Linked DNA regions of Sus scrofa: regions 2, 3, 4 and 5 are each linked to region 1. Evidence: chromatin contacts called from public HiChIP or PLAC-seq and promoter capture Hi-C data. All regions are on one chromosome and are shown on one strand. Each heading gives the region's core, a stretch centred on a gene start, on an enhancer-like site or on the middle of the called end of the contact. The rest is flanking DNA. Distances are from core to core; before and after follow the strand shown.

Evidence for each region. Promoter capture Hi-C pulls out the DNA fragments that hold promoters and counts their contacts. HiChIP or PLAC-seq counts read pairs in DNA pulled down with a chosen protein or histone mark.
Region 2: a promoter capture Hi-C map of liver shows a contact between it and region 1, with 5 times the contacts expected there. The contact joins the promoter of SART3 here to the promoter of UNG in region 1. A contact is called at or near these places in 3 of 5 promoter capture datasets (fetal liver, fetal skeletal muscle and liver), 10 of 47 Hi-C or Micro-C datasets (alveolar macrophages, embryonic fibroblasts, heart right ventricle and 6 more) and 2 of 2 datasets of contacts at active chromatin or transcription factors (alveolar macrophages and skeletal muscle).
Region 3: a contact with region 1 is called in a promoter capture Hi-C map of fetal liver, with 7 times the contacts expected there. The contact joins the enhancer-like site here to the promoter of UNG in region 1. A contact is called at or near these places in 3 of 5 promoter capture datasets (fetal liver, fetal skeletal muscle and liver), 14 of 47 Hi-C or Micro-C datasets (alveolar macrophages, embryonic fibroblasts, epiblast stem cells and 8 more) and 2 of 2 datasets of contacts at active chromatin or transcription factors (alveolar macrophages and skeletal muscle).
Region 4: a contact with region 1 is called in an H3K27ac HiChIP or PLAC-seq map of alveolar macrophages. The contact joins the promoter of KCTD10 here to the promoter of UNG in region 1. A contact is called at or near these places in 1 of 47 Hi-C or Micro-C datasets (heart right ventricle) and 1 of 2 datasets of contacts at active chromatin or transcription factors (alveolar macrophages).
Region 5: an H3K27ac HiChIP or PLAC-seq map of alveolar macrophages shows a contact between it and region 1. The contact joins the promoter of CORO1C here to the promoter of UNG in region 1. A contact is called at or near these places in 1 of 5 promoter capture datasets (fetal liver), 2 of 47 Hi-C or Micro-C datasets (embryonic fibroblasts and liver) and 1 of 2 datasets of contacts at active chromatin or transcription factors (alveolar macrophages).

The regions. Positions count from the first base shown.
Region 1 is chr14:41,756,539-41,759,113 of Sscrofa11.1, forward strand. UNG (uracil-DNA glycosylase) reads right to left here and starts at 1,303. Exons shown (of 7, transcript XM_003132925.6): 1 at 1,072-1,303; 2 at 187-393. The coding sequence starts at 1,200.
Region 2 is chr14:42,222,471-42,225,045 of Sscrofa11.1, forward strand. It overlaps SART3 (squamous cell carcinoma antigen recognized by T-cells 3), which reads left to right and starts at 1,282. Exons shown (of 19, transcript XM_005670755.3): 1 at 1,282-1,826. The coding sequence starts at 1,512. ISCU (iron-sulfur cluster assembly enzyme ISCU, mitochondrial) reads right to left here and starts at 100. Exons shown (of 6, transcript XM_003359136.3): 1 at 46-100; 2 at 1-43. The coding sequence starts at 85.
Region 3 is chr14:42,126,162-42,128,736 of Sscrofa11.1, forward strand. All of the region lies in intron 3 of CORO1C (coronin-1C), which reads left to right. Among named protein-coding and RNA genes, the nearest start is that of SELPLG, 31 kb to the right of the region's middle. Within about 2 kb of position 1,295, at least 44 of the 83 cell types and tissues checked have an H3K27ac peak or open chromatin away from gene starts, as enhancers often do. A contact at or near this core is called in alveolar macrophages, fetal liver, fetal skeletal muscle and 6 more, where this site is marked.
Region 4 is chr14:41,441,332-41,443,906 of Sscrofa11.1, forward strand. KCTD10 (BTB/POZ domain-containing adapter for CUL3-mediated RhoA degradation protein 3) reads left to right here and starts at 1,297. Exons shown (of 7, transcript XM_013982975.2): 1 at 1,297-1,530. The coding sequence starts at 1,312. It overlaps UBE3B (ubiquitin-protein ligase E3B), which reads right to left and starts at 1,421. Exons shown (of 28, transcript XM_005670735.3): 1 at 1,013-1,421.
Region 5 is chr14:42,061,553-42,064,127 of Sscrofa11.1, forward strand. CORO1C (coronin-1C) reads left to right here and starts at 1,303. Exons shown (of 11, transcript XM_001929345.6): 1 at 1,303-1,430.

The DNA of each region.
Region 1 (2,575 bases), core at 53-2,552:
ACTATGTTATCTCAGTCTTTTAAAGACCTTTAACTGTGCAGTTGAGAAACATCATGGCTGTATTTTTCCCTTTTAGCGTAAAAAGGACGCTGAACGAGGAAAAGGAGATCACGAAGGCAGTATCCTAAAACGTAGGCTTGGCCGGCTATATGAACAAGATAAAGGGCCCGCAGCCTGAACGATTACCTTTATAAAATATGGTTTCCCGAACTCGCCGCTGAGGTGCTTCTTCCAACTCTCACCAAAACCCACCGGCACGTTGCGCGCTGCAAGCCTGAGCAGCGCAGCGGCCTTGTTTCTCTGGATTCGGGCCAACTGCTCGGGGCTTAGTGGCGACGAGGGCGGCGTGCCGGGCTCCTCCTGCCCTGTCCGGATCTTCTTGACGGAGCTGGCCTGCAAGTGGTCCCCGCAGAGGCGGGTCACCAGCTGCAGAAGGCCTCCCCCAGGGGCCCGCAACTTCCGCCCCCAACCCAACAGCCCAGGGCAAAGAACACCCATTCGTAGGGTTTCAGCCCTACCGCGTAGGTCTGTGCAAAACTGGACTCTGGGAACCCAGAGCTGATCCCAGTTCGGCACTAGCAGGCTGGTGCCCCAAATTTCGAGTTTGGCACCAAAACAGGGCGGGAGAATGGCTAGAAGAGGGACCGCGGCGTTCCGGGAGGAGCTCGCGGGGAGGCGGGCCGGGCACCCAGACGCCCCGCCTCCCCGCGGGTCCCGCCACTCGCGTCCCCACGTGGCCTTTTCGCGGCAAAACCTCTCCTCGAGGGCCCGCCCTCCCTCCTCTGATTGGAGGGCCGGCCCAGCAGGGCCGCCCCCTCGCTTCTGAATGGTGACATGGTCCCCGAGGGTCGCCCCCATTGGCTGATCCCTCACCATGGCCGCCGTCTGGGCACCAAGGCGGCTGTTTTGAACACGTGGAGGCCCCAGCTTACCCAGTCAGGGATACGTTCCTGCAACTCCTAAGTCGCGCAGGGGCTGCCAGCCTCCTCGCCCTCATCACCCTCCTCACCCTCTTCGCCCTCCCTTCTCTCCCCTGCCCCGGGCCCATAAGCGGCCCCCGCCGCGCCTCACCGTCACATCCCCATTCTCGACTACTGCAGCCACGCCAGTCCCCAGGTCGTCTGGCTCGGGGCTGCAGGCACGTCGCTTCCCGGAGGCATTCGGGGAGAAGAAGGAGTAGAGCGTCTTCTGGCCAATCATACTGGAGCCGAGGAGGGAGCGAGAGCGCGACGCCAGGAGACCCGCGAGGTTGGCGCCAGCTGGAGCGATGAGCAGTTGGCGCCAAGCGGCCCGCGCATGCTCCGACTTGCGGTCTGGGCGGGGGGCTGTAGAGGGTCTAGTGCGCATGTGCGGGAGGGGCTCCTGAGCCATGGCCCTGGGGCAACATGGGGCTGTGAACTGTTTGGAGTGGGCGGGGCTCCTCGGTTCGATTCAGTTCTGTACTTTGTTTCTTTATTCCTATTCATTTTACCTCTGCCTTGGGCAAGTCCCTCCACCTCTCAGAAGCAAAAAGAAGATAAAAGTACCTTCCCCTAGGGTTGTTGTGGGAATGAAATTAGCATTCAAGTTTTGCATTCAAAAACATTATCCAATTTTCACCACCTGTTTTACTGACGACAAACTAAGGCCCAGAGGCCCAACCTGTAAGGTTTGGGGGAGACTTTAATAGAGGTTAGGACGATTAAACTTAAAACCAGTCACCCTCCCAAAGGCACCACCATTCACCCCCAGTACCTGCAAGTCTCTTCCTTTCTCCGGGGAACATCCAAACCATCACATGTAGTCTTGGTTATATCTCCAAAATAAAGTCAAACGCCGCTCTGTCTCCTGGCTACTACCAAGTCATCTTTTTTGAAATGTAAACTACCCTTTAATAATCCCCAGGTTAAAACTGTATAGTTTCCAAACATGCCTGGAATGAAATCCCTGCTTCTTACCCTGCTGGTAAGGCTGCTGACACCCCACCCCCGTCCCGGTGACACGATGAAGCTGGCTCTCAGCATATTCACAGGCACCCCTTGTGTGGTCTTTACACCTTGCACAAACTGCCTCTCTATCTGGAAAATTTCAGGTCTCAGCTCAAGACCCCACTTTCAAAGGGCCTTCTCCTGCCCCATTTTCTAGCAGGTCACTCTATTTGTAGCTTCTGTTCTTTCTAAAATTATTTATTCTTTCCTTGTTTATTTCTGTCTCCATCTCCAAAATGTAACCTGTGTGAGGGCAGGGACTTTATCCTTGCTACTGTTGTGTTTCAGAGCCTAGAACAAGGGGCTTGATGTGTAAGAAGAAGAGAGGCTCTTAATTTTCAATTATTTTTCAAATGATAAAATAAAAGCCACTTTGAAAAATTTCACAGTGCTGTATAAAATGACACATACACTTACAGTGTGCCCCTGCGATCCCACTCCTGTGTATTTACCCAAGTTAAATTAAAATCTATATTCAGGAGTTCCCATCGTGGCGCATGGAATTGATTCTGACTAGGAACCATGAGGTTGCAGGTTCAATCCCTGGTCTCCATCAGTGGGTTAAGGATCTGGCGTTGCCATGAGCTGTGGTGTAGGTCGCAGACGGC
Region 2 (2,575 bases), core at 32-2,531, 470 kb after region 1:
GACAGCTCCCGAGCAGGCAGGCGCGGGACCGGGAGCAGCAGGACGAAGCCGCCCGCCTTAGACGGCCGGCGCCAGCCGCCGCCATCTTGCGGACTTGCGCCTGCGCAGGCCGAACGCGAGACCGAGGGGAGGGGCTCGTGCACGAGTTGGCACCCGGCTTGGAGCGCGCCCCTCTAAAGTCCCGGCGACTTTGCGCCTGCGCCCTCCCGCTCGGTGCTTGAGTCCGCGCCTTGGCCCCGCCTTGACCACGCCCCTCCGAGTCCGGCGAGGCGTGGAGCCCAAAGGTCTGAATTCGCAGGACGGTTTTTCCTCCGTGCTGGGTTATGGGTCTGAGGGGCTTCAGGCTGGAGTTCCGGACGCAAATTTATGTTCACAAAGTCCACTGCCGGAATGCGGCACAGAGGATCAACCATTCCACCTTTCTTAGCCCTGTTTTGCTGCTTAGAATGTTGAGGGTCAGAGAGGTTTAGGAACTTGTCTGAGGTTGCCCTGAGAGTTAGACTCAGTTGGGATGCAAACTTGGACAATCCTCAACTAGAATCCCAGCTCTGCTCCTTACTGGCTGTGTGATCCTAGACGAATGACATCGTCCTTCTAAACCTTGATCTCTTGTGTACTAATTCAAGGACAACTATTTCACCCGTTGAGCAAGTATGTTTTGAATGTCCACTTTGTGTCGGGGTGTTTTGGGGATCCCAAACAAAAACAGACATAATTTCTGACATAATTAAGCTTGCTAACGAGAGAGAAAGGCAATAGACACAGCAAGACTTTCCTACCTCAAAAAATAGGAAGCTTAATTAAACGAATACTTTGTCCAAACTTAATAAAAATTTACGTTTATGTCTATTCCTTTATTAAAAAGCAAACACAATTTATATGACAAGGCCTGGCAATGAAGAGATTCTAAATAGATGCTTAATAATATGATTTATTAATGTTGGGTTACAGAACAGGAGCTTATAAAATGAAAACTCACGTGTGTGTCTAACTACTAGGCACCAGGCATTACATAAAGGGGAAATGAGTTTTTCTCATGAGTCGTGCAATTGATCCTTCCCTGAGGACTTGGACTTTTCTCTGCATGTGAGGCTCGGTTGCTGGGGAGACTGAACTACGCGCCAAGTCAGACCAGGCAGTAAGAGCCGTTTATGCCAAGAATCATTTTGACCTTCTCAAGATGGCGCCAAACACTGAACGTCGATCATCACGCTCTGTCCATGACTTCCTCTATGGCGTCCACTTCCTGTCTAAGGACCTAATTTCTGTCCCGAGTTGTGGCGGAACACATGCCCTGTTAGCGAGTTTTTTACCCTTAAGGAGAATTACTAAAAGCATATAAAGTGACATAGATTTGTTGTATTTCTAGATTTTTCCCTCATCTGAGGCTCACAGTTTCTCTTTAGGTGGCAAGAGAGGGGGATTTTGATCAGGCGCGCTCCGCGGGCAGCTCCTATTTCAGAGGGTCTTTGGCGGCTGAGTGAGGACCCAGGAGGCACTGGAAGCGCAAGATGGCGACGGCGGCCGCAGCATCGGCTTCGGAAGCGGAGGCAGAGCCAAAGGCCGGGCCCAAGGCCGAGGGAGAAGAAGATGAGGCTAAGGCGGCCAGGACGAGGAGGAAGGTGTTATCGCGGGCTGTGGCTGCTGCGACGTACAAGACCATCGGGCCAGAGTGGGACCAGCAGGAGGAAGGCGTGAGTGAGAGCGATGGAGATGAGGAGTACGCCATGGCTTCCTCAGCCGAGAGCTCCCCCGGGGAGTACGAGTGGGAGTACGACGAAGAGGAGGAGAAGAACCAGCTGGAGATCGAGCGACTGGAGGAGCAGGTGGGCCGCGGGGTGGGCGGCGGGCTTCTTTCCTTGGGTCCCTAGGCCCCGGCCCGCCTCCCCGGTCTTCGGCGGGAATAAAGCCGCCAAGGCCGCCAAACCAGACCTTCAAGCGCTTACCGCTCGATCGGAGCTTTGCAACCGTTATCCCGTTGAACCCTCACACGACCCGGTGAAGGAAGTAGCGTATTTCCCGTTTTACGGGAGGAAACTGAGGCTCCTGGTGGAGGGAATTCTCTTGCTCAAGAATACACTTCCTGCAGGTGGCGGGTCAGGCCTTGAACTTCGAATCGACTCCAGAACTCCCACTCTTAGCCACACTGTTAAACTGTGTCCAGCAGTAGAAATAAATTTGTCTTCTTAAGAGAGAATTATTTGTCTGTAGGAATGACAATGATAGGCTGTGGCGTGGTAGGGAAAATAGCGACTGTGACGGTGGTAATAGAAATGGAGAGGTAGAGATTTTAGCGTCTGGAGGCCAAGACCCAGATCTGGCTCTTACACACCTGCATATGTTTGGACCAGTTTCTTAATTTCCCTGAGCCTCCGCTTCCTCTTCTGTAAATTGGGAGAAAGGATTCGCACACATTGAATTGTCATAACGGTAATTAGTGCCTAGGGCTTGGTGTTAGCAGTTACCTTATGAGATGCAGGTGGCAGTATCTTCTGTGTAATCCAGGATCGCAGCCGGAGGATCCCAGGTGGCACGTTCAAATTAGGATGGTGTGAGAAAGGTCAATAAAGGGACT
Region 3 (2,575 bases), core at 45-2,544, 370 kb after region 1:
GGAGCTGAGAAAAGCTAAGGGACCAGCCTAGAGATCAGAGCTGATCTCATTTGTGCTAATTGGCCCAGGCACTAGCTAGAGCTTTCACACATAGGATATCTTGGACATAAATTAGGTAGTTGGGTACAGGGCTGCATTAATTTAAAGGCAAATTAATTTCATTCCACAGAATCCTGACATTCAGATGTAAAATACATGTTGAGGTCATAGTGGTCACAGTTATAGCAAGAAAAGTAATGGTGAACATGTAGTAGATCTTTTTATTTGCCACGCGCTGTTTGAAACCTTTATGTGGTGACTATATTTAATCCTTGTTAACAGCACAATAAGGCAGGAGTATGTCCCGCTTTACCGCTCAGGAAGCACAGGCCCAAGGAGTGACGATTTTGTCAAAGGTCACCCTGTTTGCGGTATTTCCCATTCGGGTAGTGCTTGGGGGTGCAGCGTGATTCAACTCGTTTGACCTTTCCAGTTACCCCTGAGGAAGCAGAGCTGATGCTGTCCCCAGTACCATGCAGGGAAGTCAAGGCTTTCAGGAGTAAGGTCCTTTCTTAATGCTGACGTAGCCAGTTGGTGTCCAGCCCTGACAGGAGCCCATGTCTTCTGACAGCCAGGTCAGGTCCTTTCCACCACCACCCTGGGCTGTGTCCCAGGTTACACACAAGAAACCGGACAGGGACTGAATGGGACTCCACATGACCTCTTCAGTCTGTGGAAGGCCATTCCTGGCAGCAGCAGAGAGCATGTGACAACAGGCCTGTGAACAGGGCCAGCAGGCACTGACCAGGGGGGCGTTGGCCTCGTGTGGAAGGACTTACAGATGTGCGGCTCTTCCCCAAGGCCCACTGGAGAACAAGCTGCCTTTATTCCCAGCACAGGCCAGAGTGCCCGGTGTCTTTGCGTTTCATCACACAGGCTTTGCTGTCACTGTGTCTTCCCGTGGGAATCCTTGTGCCTGTGTTGTCTTTTATACGTGGTGCTTTTCCCCGTCATGCCCCTCAGCCAGCCTTTTTGGAGCATCTACTCTTTAGAAAATTGCTCTCTGCGTCTGTGTTTTTTGCTTTTAAACTGGATACTTGATTTCCTTCCTTCCTTCTCCCATTTCATCTTTCCTGCTTCCACCTGTCACCTAACTCCTATTCATCCTTAGAGGTTGTCTCCTCCGGGAGCCTTCCTGGATGTACCAAGCTTCGGTAGCAAGAAGGTAACCTAATTTTTACTCAGCACTGAGCTTACCCGAGCGTCACACTGGTGACGTAGACTGTGGTTTCCTAGTGAAAAGGACATGTAATAACCACAGCTAACACTTAACCCACAGCCTGCCTTAGCATTATTCTGAGTGCTTTGTATTCATGTTACCACATTGGTCTCCAGACACGCCCAGTGAGGACAGGTTCATTATTATAGACTCATTTTATAGATGAGGAAACTCAAAGCCCCAAATGTTTAGGTGAATGTCCCCAAGGTCCTGCAGCTGATAGCAGAATCAGGATATTCCTCACCCCTGCACTGCATTGGAGGTGACTGTGTGCCAGGCAGTGTTAATGCATTTAATCCTCAAAGCAGCCCTAGGAAGTACAGGTCCTGATTCTTCCCTGCGCAGTGATGTTGAGCTCTTTGCCCAGGACCATCACAGTAAGAGGCCCCAGGCAGGATCTGCACCAAGGTCTCTGGCTTCAGAGCCCTTGCTCCAGCCAGCTGCTTGTCTTTGCTGTCTGGCTTCCAGTCTCATAGACACCTCTGCTTTTTTAGATTGTAAACCCCTTGAGAGCGGAGCCTGTGTTATCCTTCCCTCCTTGCCTGGTAACAGGCCTGTGCTGTGGTGGTTACTCAAGGAAAGAGCTACATGGCTGAGTGACTGAGATCGTGAGATGGGTTAGGTGCCTGGATGAAAATGCATAAGCCTTGTTGAGGAGACCATTGAATCTGCCAAAAGTGAGACAGAGGAGGGACAGAGAGGTTTCTCGTTTTCAAAATTGCATAATAAGCGTTTTGCTCCATCAAAATCTCCTGGCAATCCAAGGAAAAGATGAAACTAGAGAAAGGAGAAGATGAAGTCCTGTTATGAGCTCTACTTCCACCCTCATATTTAAGCAGGAAATGCTGGTTATATCCAAAGCCTCCCATCACTCCACGCCTCATTAGGGATTTAGAAAAGGCACTATTTAATCATGGTGGGTCAGGCACTGAAGGTTTTACGATCCCTGTGGGAAAAATCCAGCAGCCAGTGGTCACACTGCCATCTGGAGGCGTCAGGTGGTATATCACTACTCTTTCTGTTGTAAGCGTGGGTCAGAATTCGTCTTGCAAAATGCATTTCCTGTTGAGTCACCAAAGTCCTGTTTCATAATTGTTCCTCTCCCGACTTTGTGCTTTGATCAAATCATTAGTTGTTTTCTGTTCCTTCTGTTCAAAATTTTAGTCCTGTTTTATATTCAGATAACCAAGTTCAGTGTGGAGCAGTTTTACTGATCATAAATCCTTGAATAAAAATGGTGCGTATCAGGGTGAAAGCAAAGAGGTAATGATGGATGGTAGCAGATGCCCATTCCCCCAGGGGAGAGGGGCCTGGGTC
Region 4 (2,575 bases), core at 47-2,546, 320 kb before region 1:
TTTTCTTAAGAATAAGCAACAGGACTGTTAATAGTAATAGCTATCATTTATTGAAGGCTACAACCTATGTAGGTGCAGGCTATTTTTTTTTTTTTTTGGTCTTTTTTTGCTACTTCTTGGGCTGCTCCCACAGCATATGGAGGTTCCCAGGCCAGGGGTCTAATTGGAGCTGTAGACACCAGGGGATCCAAGCCGCATCTGCGGCCTACACCACAGCTCACAGCAACGCTGGATCATTAACCCACTGAGCAAGGGCAGGGATCGAACCTGCAACCTCATGGTTCCTAGTCGGATTCATTAACCACTTCGCCACACCGGGAACTCCCCTGCAGGCTATCTTCAATCCCACCTTCACACAGAGAAGGGACATGTCTTGCCAGAGCTCTCTAGGTCCCTGAATTTGAATCCACTCCTAACTCCAAAGGATCATTTATTTTAAGTGAAATACCGAAGACCCAGGGACCCCCTATTCACAGAAGGCAAAGAAAAGTCGAGAATGTAAGGCTGCCTGTGGGGCTAAGTTAGATCACTACCAAGTTTTTCTTTATTGATATCATTAACACCAGCTGCTTTTATTGAGAGCCGAGTGTCAGGCACAGTACTAAAATTTGAATTACACATCACCCTCTGTGGCACGAGCTCATTATTCCATTTTACAGAGTTGGAAAGTAAGGCTCAGAGAGGAGAGGGAATTTACCCAAGGTCAGAATAAGTAGGATTCAAACTCCGGTTTGGATGACTCCTGAGGCCCGGCGTCTTTTCTCAGCATCGACAACGACAATAACAAGTCTTTTCCACCCAGGATAAGTCCGATTATAAAGGCCTATTGTCCCAGAGGTAAAAAGGACTCGAAGAGACACCCTTGGAGCCCGAAAGCTAGCCCCCAGCACCTGCCCCTCCGACCAGGCAAAGCAGGGACTCGGGCCTCCGGGCCACCTCCCTCCAAGTCCCCGGCCCCAGCCCCCGGAGAACCCAAGACCCTGTCCCCACTCGCTACCCGCAGGCCATAGACCTTTATCCGCTCGAGGCCCCGGTGCTAGAGGTCGGGGCCGCAGTGACCACAGCTTCAGCCCCAAACTGCCGAGCTGTACCAGACCCGGGGCAGCGGCCGCGGCCAGACCGCCATCTTGCCCCGGGGTGTTCTCCATGAGAGTTCCGTCGGGAAACAGCTATTCGGTTCCGGGAAACGAAAGTTCCTTAGAGCTTCTGCGTTCGGGAAGGAAAACCTCCATACATCGTGTCCTCCTCTCTGTAAGCTGGCAAAACAGATGATTCAGGAGCAGGATAAATTCCTGACTCGTCCGAGAAGAGATGCAGCGTATTCGAACCGAGGAATTTGGAAGGAAGGAATCCTATATCTGGGGGTACACCGGATCCTTTAGGAAAGTGCCCTCTGCGGGGCGGAAGGAGGGTGCAGAGAGCGGAAGTTCCCGCCCCGGCCCCACCTCCGCCCCCGGCTCACGCGAACTGGGTGTTTCCTGTCTCTTTCAGTCCGGGTTTGGAGACTCCGGCGTCCTCCGACTTTTCATGGTAAGGAGGGCGGTGCCCATAGACTGGGGGCTCTAGGCAGCGGAGAGAGCAGGACAGAGGCGTAGTAGAGGGGGCAGAGACCTAGAGGAGGGGTGCGCTGAGGGGCAGCTGCGGTAGGGGAGAGGCGGTGGGAGCATTAGGATGCGGGGAGAGCCCGGGGTGGGGGAAGGGCTTTGGACGGAGAACTGTACGTGAGAAAATTGTGTGTGTGTGTAGGGGGGGTGTCCCTGGCTGTTGGGGATCCTGGAAAGGGCATCTGGGCTTGGGAATATATGCGCGGGTGAGTAGAGAGGGCAGTCTCTGAGTCTTAGGGCTGTTTGGAAATGGGAGTTGGTGATTAAAGAGAGAACAAAGAGATGTTATTGAAGACGGACATTTGGGGTGGAAAATGAGAATTTGGGGAGGGTTGTGAAGGAGAGATGGGTTGGTTATGAGAGGGTGAAGTGGGATCCTTAGGAGCGGAGCTTTGAGGGAGCTTTGGAAGTTGAGGTAGAAGGTAATGGTTTTCGGGGAAGTGGCTTCCAGGTACGTCTGAACCCCTGAACCAGTGGAGTGGAGGAAATAAATGGAGGGAGCCCACGGGCGAGTGTGCGCTGGGTCTTGGGAACTCCGCGGAGGATTGCCAGGGGTCTGAAGTCAGGGTCCCTTCGCCACGCAGTCCAGCCCCTTATCTGGCTCCTGGGTACCTATCTAGTCCTTTCCCTCAAGGTCCAAGGTGGTCACGCCTAAGGAGCTGGGGTGTCTCACAGTCCATCTCCTAGCTGTGGGGTGGTTTCTCTGTGCTTGAAAGCCATCAAGGGTCTGTTCCTCGAATAGCTTTTTCCCTGGGTGGGAATGACCAAAGTTCAACCCACATTCTCTTTTTACTTGTTTGTCCCATGGCTCCTCCCTGGAAAGTGCAGTCTTTAGGGCACACTAGTACCAAGGCCAATGCTGAAGAAAAAAAAAAAAAAAAAGATTCAACCTGTATTTGACTTAGGACGACAGTATTTTGTGCAAAATAAGTTCCACCTGAGGGGAAGGAAGCACAAAGCAGTTGTTCTCA
Region 5 (2,575 bases), core at 53-2,552, 310 kb after region 1:
TGTATAGCACTGGGAACTGTATCTAGTCACTTGTGATTGAGCATGATGGAGGATAATGTGAGAAAAAGAATATATATACGTATGTGTGACTGGGTCACTTTGCTGTACAGTAGGAAATTGATAGAACACTGTAAACCAACTATAATGGAAAAAATAAAATTATTAAAAAACAAAACAAAGATGCCTTGCTTTGGGCAAGCAAGCCCTATCCTTTCAGATGGTCTGCTTGGTCATTTCAGTTCATCAGGCCCAGTTTCTCCAAATATTGGCATTTTAGAACTTGGTTTTTGAGAAATGATCTCTGGTTATAAAGAGGAAAACTTCATGCTATAGATGAAGAAATTCAGGCCAAGAGGACGAAGGGAACTGCCCCAGGATACACAGTCTGACTGCAGCAGAGAAAGAATCTCGGTGCTCTTTTAAGCTTGGGCTGCCCAGTTATTAAGTGAGGGACTTTGGCCAGGAAGAGGAAGGGAGGGACCCTATATCCTTCATTTCCTCACCTGCGAAATGGGGTCAAGACCTTAAGGCCCTCCTGTGTAGTGGTGGGGGATGTTGGTGTGGTACAGCACCGGGACCCCCACTTTGTGCTAGCGAAGTGACCAAATATAGTGGAAGGGGGAGCATAACGTCGGGAGTCCACAAAAGTGGTTGGAGGGTGCAATGGCAGCAGAGGCGGAGCTTCGGGAACCAGAGGCGGGGACTCGAGAATTCTGGGCGGGGCTTGGAGTTTTAAAGCTGTAAAGCGGGCAGTGGGCGGGACTTGAGATACCGCGAATAGGGTTGCTAGGCTATGGGCGGGGCTTCTAGAAGTTGGGGTGGGGTTTGTGACGACAAGGGGCTGGTTATGAAGGAATGAGAGAGTAGTTGGGCCTAGGGATCCAGGAGGCTGGCGAAGGGTTTGGATGGGGCAGTGGGCGGGGTGCACAGCAGCTGATGTTCTGGTTTTAAGAGACTCGGGGGGAATTTTTGAGGAGCCGGGGGATGTGGCCTTCCAGAGCCAAGCAGGTCAGTGGGCGGAGCTCTAAAGGACACCACTCCTGGTCCTGAGGAGCAGTGGGCGTGGCCTTTCGGCCACTGAGAGGACTAGTGGGAGGTGCGTGCGCTTGGGCACCGCCTTCCTCCGCGGTCCACCTGCATACCTCGGCACGACCAGAAGCGGCGCTAGGGAGAGTAAGGCGTGGAACACAGGCTGGGAAGCGGGCTTCCCCTCCCGGAAGTGGGCGTGGCGCGCCGTAGCCGGGCAGCCCTGGTTGGACGCGGTGCGGCGCGGGGGCGGGGCCTGCGTGCAGCGGCGGGGGCGGGGGCGGCTGTCCGCGCCCCTCCCCCGCGCGGCGCTCAGTGCCAGGCGGGAGGCGGTAGCGGTTGGAGGCTACGCCGGGCTTTGCAGCGGGGACTTCGGCGGCGGCGCCTCAGGCACCTCGGCCCTGGTGAGCTGCGCGCGCCCGGCGGGGCAGCTTGGGAACGAGCTGGGCGGGCGGACAGACCCTGTCCTCTCAGCATGTGCTGGCGCTGGCTGACAGGAGCCGGCGGGGCGTGGGGCAGGGCCCGGTGGAGAGGACAGGGTTAGCTGGAGTGGTCGCGCGCGGCGCGGATCCTTGGGCCAGGAGCCCGCTTGGGCGGGTGTGCTGGGGCCAAGGGGTCGGGGCTGCTGCGGGAGCCTTGGGATTTGGTTGGGAAAGGAGTTGGGGACCGAGGTGCCCAGAATGGGGAGAGTGAACCCGGGTCCTTATGGTGAGGAAGCTGCCCAGGGGAGACTTTTAGGGGCCCAGAACCCTTCTGGCTGGTGAGGAACCGAGCAGGGACTCGGTTACCCTGGGAGGTTTTTAGGGGTCAGGGATCCGCCTGGTTGGGTGGCGTCTTGAGTGGGGAGGGGCTGCCAGAGGCTAGGGCGCAGGGCCAGGGGGCTCCAGGCCTGGGGGCGGGGCTTGAGTCGCCCTGGGGAGCTAGGGGGTTGGGGGGTGGCCCTGGGCTGGGCTCACGTGGGGCCGGGACGTGCTGGGCCTTGCTTAGGAGGGGCGAGGGCGGCGGTCTGGTCTGGGGGTTTCCTACTTTGGGGTACGAGCTGGGCTCTGGGCCCTTAATAGCTGGATTGGGGGTCGAGGAGGGCGGGGCGGGGCAAGAGCTGGAGTGATGTGGGTGGGGGCGGCTTGGGAAGAGGATAAGCCCATGGTGGGAGCGCTGGGCTGGGAGGGGGCGAGGGTTGGGAGAGGAAGAACGGGGCTGGAACGCTATAGGGTCGGGGGCCTGGAGCGTCCGCTTGGACCCAGGATTCAGAGATACGCTCCCCTAATAGCGGAGCAGCTGGCGAGGGACGCAGCAAAAAGGAGCGCGGTGCAGGTGGGGCTCCGCTGCGCCTAAATGACTGAGGATGAGCTCAGATGTTGAGGGTGGAAATGCAGAACCGAGCCCTCCCGCCTGTGCGTACGGGCGCGCAAGCACCAGCTCTCCGTCTCTCAAATGATTTGAATGTGTTGGGGGAAGTGGCAGGCTGCGGGGGAGCCGAGAAGAAAGGGGCTTCCTCTTGGAGGGAGGCGCTGGCCCTGCCGTCCTTTTTTGGGAGTGTTCAAAGGGT